Regions from separate parts of the Mus musculus genome. Here regions 1 and 3 are each linked to region 2. A link is a contact called in public HiChIP or PLAC-seq and capture Hi-C data. All regions are on one chromosome and are shown on one strand. Each heading gives the region's core, a stretch centred on a gene start, on an enhancer-like site or on the middle of the called end of the contact. The rest is flanking DNA. Distances are from core to core; before and after follow the strand shown. Region 1 overlaps Spag17 (sperm associated antigen 17). Region 2 holds the start of Tbx15 (T-box 15). Region 3 holds the start of Zfp697 (zinc finger protein 697).

The links. HiChIP or PLAC-seq counts read pairs in DNA pulled down with a chosen protein or histone mark. Capture Hi-C pulls out chosen DNA fragments and counts their contacts.
Region 1: a contact with region 2 is called in an H3K4me3 HiChIP or PLAC-seq map of embryonic limb bud, with 5 times the contacts expected there. The contact joins the enhancer-like site here to the promoter of Tbx15 in region 2. A contact is called at or near these places in 1 of 39 promoter capture datasets (neural stem cells), 9 of 115 datasets of contacts at active chromatin or transcription factors (craniofacial prominence, embryonic forebrain, embryonic hindbrain and 5 more) and 1 of 9 other capture datasets (embryonic tail).
Region 3: a capture Hi-C map of embryonic stem cells shows a contact between it and region 2, with 3 times the contacts expected there. The contact joins the promoter of Zfp697 here to the promoter of Tbx15 in region 2. A contact is called at or near these places in 1 of 39 promoter capture datasets (embryonic stem cells), 1 of 115 datasets of contacts at active chromatin or transcription factors (embryonic stem cells) and 1 of 9 other capture datasets (embryonic stem cells).

The regions. Positions count from the first base shown.
Region 1 is chr3:99,963,936-99,967,997 of GRCm38.p6, reverse strand. It overlaps Spag17 (sperm associated antigen 17), which reads right to left. Exons shown (of 49, transcript NM_028892.4): 4 at 773-904. Among named protein-coding and RNA genes, the nearest start is that of Spag17, 81 kb to the right of the region's middle. Within about 2 kb of position 1,952, at least 11 of the 459 cell types and tissues checked have an H3K27ac peak or open chromatin away from gene starts, as enhancers often do. A contact at or near this core is called in craniofacial prominence and embryonic limb bud, where this site is marked.
Region 2 is chr3:99,251,821-99,255,718 of GRCm38.p6, reverse strand. It overlaps Tbx15 (T-box 15), which reads right to left and starts at 1,959. Exons shown (of 8, transcript NM_009323.2): 1 at 1,634-1,959. The coding sequence starts at 1,838.
Region 3 is chr3:98,379,965-98,384,030 of GRCm38.p6, reverse strand. It overlaps Zfp697 (zinc finger protein 697), which reads right to left and starts at 1,550. Exons shown (of 3, transcript NM_172863.4): 1 at 1,453-1,550. Gm52610 (a long non-coding RNA gene) reads left to right here and starts at 3,537. Exons shown (of 3, transcript XR_003954528.1): 1 at 3,537-3,919.

The sequences.
Region 1 (4,062 bases), core at 703-3,202, 710 kb before region 2:
TTTTTTTTTTTTGTCCTTCCTACTCAAGGTCACAAAGAACTCACCTTCTAATCTATCACTTATGCATGTGGACACACATCACACTGCGTACAGAAGCATCTGCTGTCACAAAAATATTTCAGCATAATTTGAAAATGGAGGAAAGCCTTTCTCATTCCTAGTAGTGATCATAACAAATGGCTCTGAATTGGGCATCATTCTGCATGTTTAAAGTATTTTTTTTTCAGAAGCAAATGTAAATTTTTAAAAGCACACTGATTTCTATAGGCAGAGTAAATAAAAAGTTTCCCTATGTGGGAAGAAAAAGATCAGAGAGAGGATCTGGCAGCAGGAGTGACTGGTTGTTGCTGAAGCTGTCACTTTGCTCTGAAAGGGCAGGGTGCTTGACAGGCTAATAAACACTCCTAGTCTATATCACAGACAATTTAAATATATCCCAATTTGGCAATTCTTTTCCCCTTGTTTTGATATTTACTTGTGATATGGGCCCCATTCTTGTTACAATATTAAAGATTCTACCATAAAACCACCTTGATTACATGTTCTGGACATTGCCATTTTCACAAACAAGGGGACATAATATGTATTATAACAACTCATCCAATACACCCATGAGTGAGCAGCTGCTTCCCTAAGGAGTAGAGGAGACTTTCAGGCTTGCCACAACACACACTATAGAGGCTTAGGAAGTGTGTGTGTGTGTGGGGGGGGATCTTTAACTGTCCCACCCACTAGCTTCTGAGCTCTGGGGAACCCATGTTCCATATGGTACCTTCTTTTCATTTTCTCGTCTCTGCTGGTCCTTGGATTTAATATGGAGAAGTTGACACTTCAAGAGTTTCCCTATCAATGGTAAGGTTAGTTTCTCTCCACTCTCCATGATTATCTTTGCTGCCAGGAACACCTAGAAAGAAACAGTTATTAGGAAAGACAACACTGTATAATCTTTGATCAGGTCTCTCAGTGATAAGAGGATGACAGGATGCTTGATGCTTTGTGATATTTGTCTTAATGGAAAGACAGGCTGTTACCAGACAAACTCGTAGATGGGAAATGTGTCCAGGACCATCAAGGCTGGGTCATTTCATTACCAGCTCCGTCTTCAGCAAGGTGGTGAACACTTTGTACAGTGGTGTCAGACTCCCAGGACTGTACTTAGTGGACACAGTCTGCTTCATGACAGGTAGCTTTCGTGCTATAGAGAGTCTGATGTTGTTTGGAGTAGCTGGCAGTCCAAACTGTCAGTCTTTGACTTATTAGGATGTTAGAATTGAATCGAGTTTTATAATAGTGAAAATGACTATGTTGGCAGTCCCTTTTTTCATGGTGACCAAATTCAGGTGAAAGATAAAACTGCTTGACACAGGGCCACCATATAAATGCTGCACTGCATCCCCCCGCCCCCATCCCTGGCTGCTTAATGTTGATCCTGTTGGTATGTGGACTAATTGGGGTGAAATAAGGTTATTGAGTTTTCTTTGGGTGACGACAGGCACTAGGAACATACAGCTGTATTGTCCAGATGTGTGGCACTGACAGCCTATTTTATGGCTGTGTTTTTTACAGCTTGTTTCCCCTAAATTTCACACAACTCTCTAACATCTGGGCTCTTTTCCTTGGAGCCCTATAACCACTTTATTTACTGCAAAAAAAAATCATGTAAAATATACCATAAAAGTTGTTACATGTTTCTCTTTATTCCTGTTATCTCTCTAATAAAGTCCACTTCTGCCTGAAGGATGGTCACAGAAGCAATCTAGTTAAAGATTTTTCAACCTTTGCTTTTTTAAAAAAAAGGAGCATCATATTTATTTATAACCTCAGGATGAATTAGGTGTTGCCACAATGTTCTGACATATGGCTTTTCTCTCCCCACCCCTTGGAGCAATCGCTCCTTGGGTACATATGGTGTCAATTTCAGGCCCTCGATCTCAGACAATGACCGTGTGCACTGCTTCTCTGGGGCTGTGTCTTGTCTGAAGCTCACATTAGTTCCTGGGTCAGGGTTTCCATGACTAGTCCAGTCTCTTTGACTTTCCCCTTTGCCAAGGGAAATCGTTTAAAGAAAGGGAGGTGCATATTTTGCTTTGAGCTGGAGAAGGCCCTGTGGATCTTCAAGTGCCAACAATGTAATTGGACCTTGTAGAGACTATAGAGGTCCCTGCTCTGCATTGCACAATGAGAAACCCAGGGAGAGGATGTCTTTAAAGCTTTCCTTTCCAAACAACAAAGCAGCAAACCAGAAACCAAAAGCTGTGTGCATGTGTGTGTGTGTTTATGCACGTGTGAGCATGTCTGTGTCTGTGTTTGTGTGTGTGCATGTGTGTGAGAGACAGAGGTGGGGGGAGGGAGAGGAGTACTCCCCAGGGGCACAGTGCTTACCTCTCATGGCAGGCTCTGTCCTGCTGGCACACAATATGGAAAGGGAATGATAGCTGTGATTTTAAGGACCAAGAAAATGGACTCTCCATTTATCAATGATCAGATGCAGGATGTCCTGGGATCCTAAGGAGATTGCTACCCAGGAACTTATTAGGAAATGAAGGTGGATCCAGCCCAAGGTGTGGGTGTCAATATTTGGTTTGAAATGCCATTTTTCAATAGTGGCTGAATAATGTGCTAACAATCAAGCTGCTTTGTGACGTTTGGTACCAAATATTCAAATTTGGGGTTCTAAAGCTCATAGCAGCCTGGTATGAAACATTCATTCCTATGGAGTACAAAGATCATGTCAGTGTTGAAAGGAGCTGGTGATGGACTGGGCTACCTAGGTTGGCAGTATAGTCTTTTCCCTGGTGATCTGTGAAGACAGGATTCTCACCTGCGCCCAGAGAGGTTTGGGTGAAATCTGCCTAGTGTTACGGTAATGGATTGGATGTAGCAGCTCATGCTTTGTAGCCTCTTGATTCCAGGAGTCCATGGACTCTCACTGGGTTCAAATGTACTAGAAGCACAACCAAAAGTTTGCAGAGAGAAAGTTTTACAGGCTGTAAAAGTTAGTTTGCGAATCTGAAAACTCTAGAGTTCTGGGGCTCAATAAAAACCTGGCATGGCATCAAAGTTTTAGTGATGTCCTACTTTTGATGTGGAGAGATGGGTGATGGGACACTGACTCCATGATCTGTGGATGCAAAGCGGGTAGAGTAGAAGGTGATGCAGGCCCGTGGAATGCCTCCTCTAGGCTGGCGCTAATGGTCCATGAGGAAACCACTCAGTGCTACAGGTGCCCACAGACAGCTCTGCACACCAGTGGCAGCCTCAGCGATGGGAACACCTTCCTTCTAGGCCTTCTCTGAAGTGATGTGATTCCAGACATGGCTGTTTGGAATGACCTTAGAATAATTAACAAAATTAAAGATAACAAGTCTGTGCCAATTTAAAACTTGAGACTGAACCTTTGCTTGTGGCACATGGGCCAACCCCTGTCGAAGCAGCAAAGGAAGGTCTGTACACGTGAGTTTCCACCAGCGGTTTCTTGCTTTCACATCGTTACTCGCAAAGTCAGAAGCCAGGTTTGGCTTCAGATGAAGAGTCCTCAGAGGACCTTTGTGTGAAGGATTCCTTTTAAGGAATTAAAAACTGAAAAGGGGGTTGGGATTAAGAGATGGCTTAAGAGAGTTCTTTCTTACAGAACACTTTGGAAAGGCTTCCTTTCCCTGCCTTATGTGTGGTAATTAAGGAAAAAGAATCAAGCTTCCAGCTTTCAGGACTCTAAAGATCATTTGCCCTGAAGTTAAGGTCAATATGCGACATATATTGAGGAATGTATATCCTTTTGGCATGGGTATTTTCGTCTGCCCCCTCCCCCACCTTTTTCACGACAGTGTATGTGATAGCAAGATAACAAGGGCTGTAACTATTGAAAGACTGATGGAACACAGCAGACAAAGATCTAAGCTTCCCAAAATGGTCAAAAAAATAGTCATATATGGGTGTGAACCTAGGCACTCATCAAGTCAAAGTGTCAAATAAATGTGCCTGGCTTGAGTCAGAAACCCAACATGCTCCAGAGGGGATAGTGAGATTCATTAAGATGGTGGGTACTGTGATGGGGTGAGGTCT
Region 2 (3,898 bases), core at 710-3,209:
TCCCTCACTTATGGGTGAGAAAGACGGAAGGAGAGAGCTTTGAACTATACCAATGGTTTCAGAGACCCCCACATGCCGGCCCTTTTGAGCTTAGACACACCAGACACACTCCCAGCAACCCAGACTCTTCCCCCAGAGAAAAGCACCCTTGACATCAGTCTTCCTAAATCGAATAATTTCTCCCTTATCCACTGTCAGGAAGATAAAATAACAAGAGATTCCCAAATCGAAAGTTGCCATAAGTCATTCCAATAACTGTACAGACCCTTACTGAAATCCTGACAACAGATAAATTGGGTGACGGGATGGCAGAATAGAGGACACATATTAGCTATCTTCGGTTCCTTCCTGGATTGCCCACACAGCAGACCGAGTGGACCTGCCCTTGCTCCCAAAGAGAGAAAGTCGTGGATGGATGAAATAAATCTCCTTTTAATTTTCTTTTCATCGACTAATAAAAATAATTCCCCAGCACTAAACCCAAATTCCGTAACGGGCCGCAAGAACACGGAGAATTCATGAAACTCTGTCTCTGCAGGTCTCTGGCTAATCGAGTTATTATTAGCCTCGGGAGCGTGGAAACTGAACTGTCACTGCTGAAAGAGAAAATGTAAGCGACAGCTGTCCCTCTTCGGGCTTTGGCTAGCTTTCAGGCCAGGATCCTCAAGCTCCCGAGCCTACTGCTGCTCCCATTCCTGTGTGGGCGGCTGCCTGACTCTTCCCCCCCACCCCCAAGCCGTGTAGGACAAGGAGTCTAGTCCTGGATCCTAGCTGGTCCGCAGGGACACCTTCTGCAGGGCCTTAGAAATCTGGGCTGAAAATACTAGTTGTTGAAAATATTCTGAAGCCGCTAAACCGAGTTATGAGTGTAGTGTTTGTGAGCGTGCTTACAGGATTTTGACAACAGCTGTTCCCCCGGGCTGTTTTGCACTGTTGAAATCTTGGCACTAAATACAAAATGTGAAGCTGTTTTCTCCCTCTTAGGGTTCTGTTAAAATACACACATTGACATCCGCCTTGAGTTTTAAGTGTTTTGTGCATATTAATTATGTACAATATGGAGAGATCTAAGAAAATTAGTTGAAACGTGCACCCACCCAAATACTGAGATGTGGGCACGGATTAAAGACCTGGGTCTCAGGATACAGTGTCTATCTACTATGTCCCCAGTGAAATAGAAATAATTATACTCCACCATCTAAAACTTAGTTGAGAGAGAAACTAAAAGAGAAAACCGGAACATTTCCCATGGCTGCCTTATAGGCTTCGTCTGGCAGCACTCGGGGGCTCTCAGAAGCACGGAAGCAAGTCTCAGATCCACTGGGCTCTTTCTCCAGTGTCTTTGACTGAGCTCTTTCAAACCCAGGGACCCGCAGCCCTCAGTCTCTGACACAAGAGAAGGGGGATGGACGCAAGTAGGCCTTGAAATTGGCGATTAAAATGCAAGGCTCGGGCCAGGCCCCCAAATTGGTTCCGGCGAATTTAGGGAGGCTCAAGGTATTTATGCCAAGAAAAAGGAACCCCCGTCGGAGTGAGGCAGGGAGTCAGCAGGCAGGGCCTCCCTCCACTCGCGGGGATACCGGCTGGTGTTCCTTCTCCACCCGCCTCCCGTCGTCCGATCCGACACACTCACCCGGGTGGGGCTCCAGGCCGTGTGTCGCCGGGTCGTCTGTGTCTCCGAGTGGGCCTGCGGGACTCAGCGCCTCCATGGACAAGTCCAGCCCCTTCTCCTCCCAGTCTCGCAGTTTCCGCTTTTTATTTGAGCCGATCAAGGCTTCAACGGAGAAGGCATGTGCTCGGGAGCTCAGGGCGACTGCAGATCTTCTCCGTTCACTCATTTTAGCCGCCCGCACCCGGGTCTCCTCTAGCCCGCGCTACTGAGCTGGCAGCCCCGCGGCCGCACGCTCCGAGCGCCCGCCGACCCGGCCCTGGAGAGGCGGCGGCGCCGCGGCCGAAACTGGGGCGGCGGCTCCGCGGGTGATCTGCGCCCTCCCTCCGTGTCCTCCCCCGCCCTCGACCGCCGGATCAGACCGGTGCCCCCAGCTGCCCCAGCCTCTAGGAACTAGCGCGGGGAACGCCGCCCGCCCGTTGCATGGAGCACTGAGTCCAGCTCCCCACCCACCCGGGCAGGCGCTCACAAACTCTGCTGACTGAACTTCATCTTTTCTTTTTTTTTTTTCTTTTCTTTCTTTCTTTTTTTTTTTTTTTTTTAAATTCACTCCCTCTTCCTTTTTCTCCTCCCTCTCCCCCTTCCCCACTCGTTCTTCCCGTCCTTCCCTGATCCAAACTTCTGGGAAACTTTTCCCCCCTGAATTCCTCCCTTCCCGAGGAACAGGGGGTAGGCAGTGAGCTCCTGTCCGAGGGGTGAGGGAAAAGGGAGGGGGAGCAGAAAAAGGCAGAGGGGAGGAAAGCCAGCCCCCAGCCAATGGCAAGAAAGGAACAAGAGAAAGCCCGAGAGCTCGGGCCAATGGGGAGAAGGGAGAGACTGAGGCTCGGGCCAAGGCTGTGCGCTGGCCATCCCCAGGATGCTTCTCTGCCAACTTTAACCCCTGGCTTCCCGGCACCCGACTTGTTTCTCTGTAGGAGGAGGGCAGTCGGGACAGCTCAAAGTCAAAATCTGATCTTCGCCCTTATAGACTCTACAAGTCCAAATACGAATCCATACAGTTTCCTTCCAAACTCTCAGGATCTAATAGAGCTAGCTATCATACTCAGTTCAGATGCAGATCTGGGAAGCTGATGCTGTGACAAAATGCTAACCTGTCCCTCTCCTCAAAAAAAAAAAAAAAAAAAAAAAAAAAAAGGCAGAAGATATTTCTGATCATATCACCCATGCCCCCAGGGGCTTTGAGATCTGCCCAAATTTCTCTACGCAGGTTTCTACTGTGTTCCAGATCAATGACTTTCTAAGCGGGTCCGGTTAAGGCAAAACGAAACAACAACAACAAAAAATTTTCCTGCTGCCATTCGGCCTTATAACTGAACATTTCAGGACTTCACGCTCCTTGTTCTACCTGATGGAGGGAGGAGACAGACACGCTGAGAGTTAAGAGACCTGCATGGGCCGCTTAGCTTGCCTCGGGGTCTGCAAACTTACCCTGCTAGACTGGGCCCCTGCACCACACAAATAGTAACTTTCATAGCGCAGCAGACTCTGAGCTGCGCTTCGCCTATCCCGGGCTCTTATTCCAAAGAACCCACAGCGGGTGCCGGGGTTGGGGGTGGGGGGGAGATAGATAAGACTTCTGATAGCTGGGAAGGAACTTTTTCAAAATTTCTTCAAATCCCCTCATCTCCAGAACTTGGCTCTCATCTCTTACTAATGATCTCCCTTTGCTCCCACGCCTCACTTTTAAAGCTTTCAGGACCGTTCATTCACCACAGATAACCTAGGAACTTAAAACAACATCCCCCACCATTTTTGTTATCCAACCGCTCACCAAGTTATTTATCCTCATGGATAAATGGCATAAGGCCTCAGATCGCAGACTTATACGGAGGCCAAAAAGAGAACGGAGGGAAGGAAGAAAGAGGGAAAGAAAGAATAAAAAATCTCCTATTTCAGAGCAGAGGCCTAAAAGCCTCATTTCCCCATTCCAAAGTTCCTGGTCAAAATAATTCTATCCTGAGGCTATGAAGCTGGGAAAGGAGGAAAACTTAGCACCAACCGGGAGGCCCAGCAATAAGTCTAGCCAGGCGCTAAGCAAGGTCTGAGTAATTAAGTTAGATGGAGTACAGAGCCTATGAGCGGCTCCAAAGAACTAGCTGCTGAGGGAAGGAGGAAAGGGACATTGTGCCACCTCTGAAAGGCCACATTTCCCTGCCTGACCCAAGAACCAAGGAAATTTAGTTCCTGCCATTATCATTAAGAGCCCTCTGCTGCTGGAAGCAACAACCA
Region 3 (4,066 bases), core at 301-2,800, 870 kb after region 2:
TGGCTGCCTGTACAATTCCAGTTAGTTCATTCCAACTTAGTTCACATGTCTTATCTAACAGTGCCAGTGAAAAGCCTTCCACCCCCTACAAGCCATTAATCCAGGGTCCAAAGCATCCTTTTCCCCCCCGTGCACCTGAAATAATCCGCCTACTACTCAAGAGGAATTCCTTTGGTTTTAAAGTACATTATACATTAAGTAATCACCATATGTTTCCTTAAGAGAAGGGATGCACACTTGTATACACATAGAAGATCAGAAAGGCATCAGAGGCAGGTGAATTAATTCCCTTATGGGAGTCACACTCCGGTTGTGTTTAAACTTGCCCATTTGTCCATAGCAGCTCACAAAGACCACCAACTCGCTAGCTATTGCCACATTTACCACAACGGTCTCTTGGGAAGAGACCCACTATATGGGAATGCTGACAGCCAACGGAGCCTGACTCAACAGGCAGGATTACAGCACTAAATTAAATTATGCCTCATACTCATGTGGGGGGTGGCTGATTCACTGCGGGGGGGGGATGGGGGCGTGGTTAAGAAAATAAAGGTTAAATCAGAGGAAGTCCCAGAGGAAGTCTTAAAGTCCCGTTCTAGAGACCTGCTATTGTGTGCTCTGGCTGTAAGGTACATCCAGGGTCTCTGTCTCACTGTTCCTCTTCACCATCCCTCATGCTAACATATGCCTCACCCCAGGCCACCTGAGCCTCAATAAGCTCTCTGGCCGCAGGCTCCAGCTCTGTCCACCACCTGCCCATGATCAGCCAACGTGGATATTTGTGGTTGGGGATTCTAGCAAAACCAGACAACGACCCCTCCTGAGCCACGCGCGGCTGGCTAGCTCAGCCTTCCTTTCGCAGGTCCTCATTGTACCTTTCTCCCAGTCCGATCGCAGCCCCCAGGTGGCAATCCGAATCGGTCAGACAGATGGGAGGAGCAGGTAACAGACACGTTTCACAAGGGCCAAAATGAACCTGCTGACCTTCGCAAAGTCCCCGCCTTCATCCCCTTCCTCACAGTGGGGCTGGGGGCACTGACTTAGTAGGCAAAGGGAGCACGATCTAAGCTGATGCACCGATGCACACAAAGCCTTTCACCTTCTGCTTGTCTTGCAAGCTCCTCCCTGGGCTTGGTCTCCCAGGGTCTCTGATGCCCCCTTCGGTGGTCTGTGGGACGGTCCGACTTGCTCTGGCAGCGCAGTCTCAGCCTCCTCCTCCCCTCCCCTCGCCACAGAGACCAAAGGGAGCTCAACCCAGCTATAGGACACGAAGGGTCCCCTTCTGTCCTTGGTTCCTGAGCCCACGGGGTGGCGGACCACAGTCCAGTGTGCGAAGGACAGCTTCGCGCGGCAGCTCAGCCACAGCACACATCCCAGCCCCTAGATGATCAGCTCAGGTTCCCAGCTCCCTATCCGCGAAGCCGGCGCGCCCAGCCGCAGCAGCGCTCCTACCTGTGATGCGCCGGGCAGCTCTGAGCGCACTGCCCAAGCCTGGCGCCCGGTGCTGAGGCTATGCAACCGCGGGCTGGCACTCGGGCTGGCTGCCCACTACCTCCTCGCTGGGGCTTCCTGTGGGGCTGGACAAAGGACATTTCCTGGGAGGAGCAGGGAATGTTCCCAGCATGCCTCGATTTGTAGTTCACCGAGACTTCCTGCCACCGCAGCAACAACGGGGGCTCTACTCAGACCCCAGGACTGGAGGAGAGGACCCTGTCGGGCTGTAGTAGCTCGGAGCCGATGGCCGACCCGCCGCCGCTTGGTAGAGTCGCGATCCTGCAGACGCATGCTGCCCTCACACGCTTGCTGCCCTGGGCGCGCAGTGCGAGCGGCCTTTTCTTTAGAAGTGAACTTTGTGATATGCTCTCTTTACGTCGGCTTCCCCCACCCCACCCCACCCCACCCCACCCCCGCTTCTTCTTCTAATAGATGGTCTTCCATAAGGTGAGGCTGGGGGAGGCGAGCATACTCTGACACTCAGCCTAGCCTGGGACTCACCTAGACAACTCACCGCGATTCTTCTTCCTACTCTTCAGGTGTATACCAACCCGAGTTTGTTGTTTTGCTTTGTTTCTGTTGTGCGCTAATCTACCTTAAAGCCCCCTGCATGCGTGGCCAGTGCTCTGTCCATCTACCAACTTTTTCACCTCCCAGGTTCTCTAGCTCAGTGTTTCTCAACCTGTCTGTCACGACCCCTTGTGGATCAAATGGTCTTCTCGCAGAAGTGGCCTAAGACCATCAGAAAACACAGATATTTATCAACATTACAGTTGATAAACAGTAACAAAATTATAAAGTAGCAATGAAAATAATGGTTAGGAGTCACCACAACATGAAGGGTCGCAGCATTAGGAAGGTTGAGAACCACAACTCTATGCAGTCAGGACTCTGGCTGTGGCCTGTTTAAGAAAAACATTTGGCTGCTCTTCTGGTATCCAGGCTCCTTAAAGATCTTAGCACTTTTGCCCTAAAAACCATGCAGAGCTGATCATTCCTAGATCCTGGCCTGGTGACATCCCTTTTCTCCACTGTTGGCCTCTGCCCAGGCTTCTTTTTAAGAGAAGTAATTGAGAGATAAAAAATAAACTTCATGAATTACATATGTGAGAGCCTAAATGACAAGCCGGATGGTGGAGCACACCTTTAATCCCAGCACCCAGGAGGCAGAAGCAGATAGATCTCTGTGAGTTATAGGCCAGCCTGGTCTGCAGAGGGAGGTCTAGGACAGCCAGGGCTAAACAGGAAAATTTTGTCTTGAAAGCAAAAAGCAAACACACAAAAACTAAATGACTAAAAGCTGAGCTGAGTCATTTTACCAAAGGATGGCAGGAAGGGTATAGTAAGTCAATCAAGGAAAGGATGGGTCCTAAGATTTTCTAGAATACTTGAAAAATAATCTGGCAATAGCCCCGTGTAGTGACACCGCCCAGAAGGCTGGGGCAGGAGGGTATGGAGTTCAAAGTTAATATGGGTTATCTAGCAAGACTCTGGCCACAGGTAATACCTGCATGCATACACAATCAGAAAGTCACAATTTGAGTTTCCATTTGTCAACTCCCATTTCAACTCAGAAGAAGTAGGGACCTTTAAGAGAGGGCCTTAGTCTGTGTTTAAGAACAGAGTATCTAAGAATGCTATCATCGTTCTTCTAGAGTCCTTTCGCCATGGGATAAATGGCTGGTTTAATTCAAGGTGCAGAACTGATGAGGAGCAAGTGGATAGTACTGTTTACTTCGCAGACGTCCTTGTTGATCTGTTGGCTATCCATCTGAATTAGTTGCACAAAGTATTTTAGCTTCATGTTTGTAGCCTTGGAACATTCAGGTGAAAAGCTCCCCATTTCCCCTAGATGGAACTCATGGATGTTTGTCAAATCACATAGCCTCATCATGCTCAGTGTGAGAAGGCGCTGGGCCTGCCTGCGGCACTCAAAATTGTCTACTCTGCCTCCATGAAGCTATTTTCTCTCCTTCCTCTAACACAACTTTTTTTCTACATTTCTTACTTTTGTTGACGATATGGAAATTTAGCCCATTACCTCCACCCCATATCAAACCTGCCCTTTTGCCTTTTGTTTGTTTGTTTCCAATGTAGTTAGCTCATTACTTTGGCAAGGTGGTTTTTTTTTTTAAACATATTCTTGTCTTTATAGCTTTCAACAGTGACCTCATTGTTGTAACAAAGTCCTATGAAACCTATAATGGCCTCTGTACGTGGACAGTGTGTTTGAGGTGCTAGGGAGAGATGCTAGCCATAAGAGTAGAGCTTTGCTTCCAGACTAACAAGCATCTCTGAGGTCTTCCACAGGATATTCATTGAATCATTAAAGGTGTGTGTTATCCTCGAGTACCTGCATCCCAGTTGACAAGATGTAGCTCACACCATCACTACATAGAATCCTCATCCATCGATGTGAGAAACTGTAAGCGAATTTGTGTTCTCAGAAGTTTCTGGTCTTTCCATAAGCCCTTTTGAACCTCCAAAGGCAGTGGTTCTCAACCTTCCTGATGCTGTGATGCTTCAATACAGTTCCTCATGTTGTGTTGACCACCCTGCAACCTTAATTATT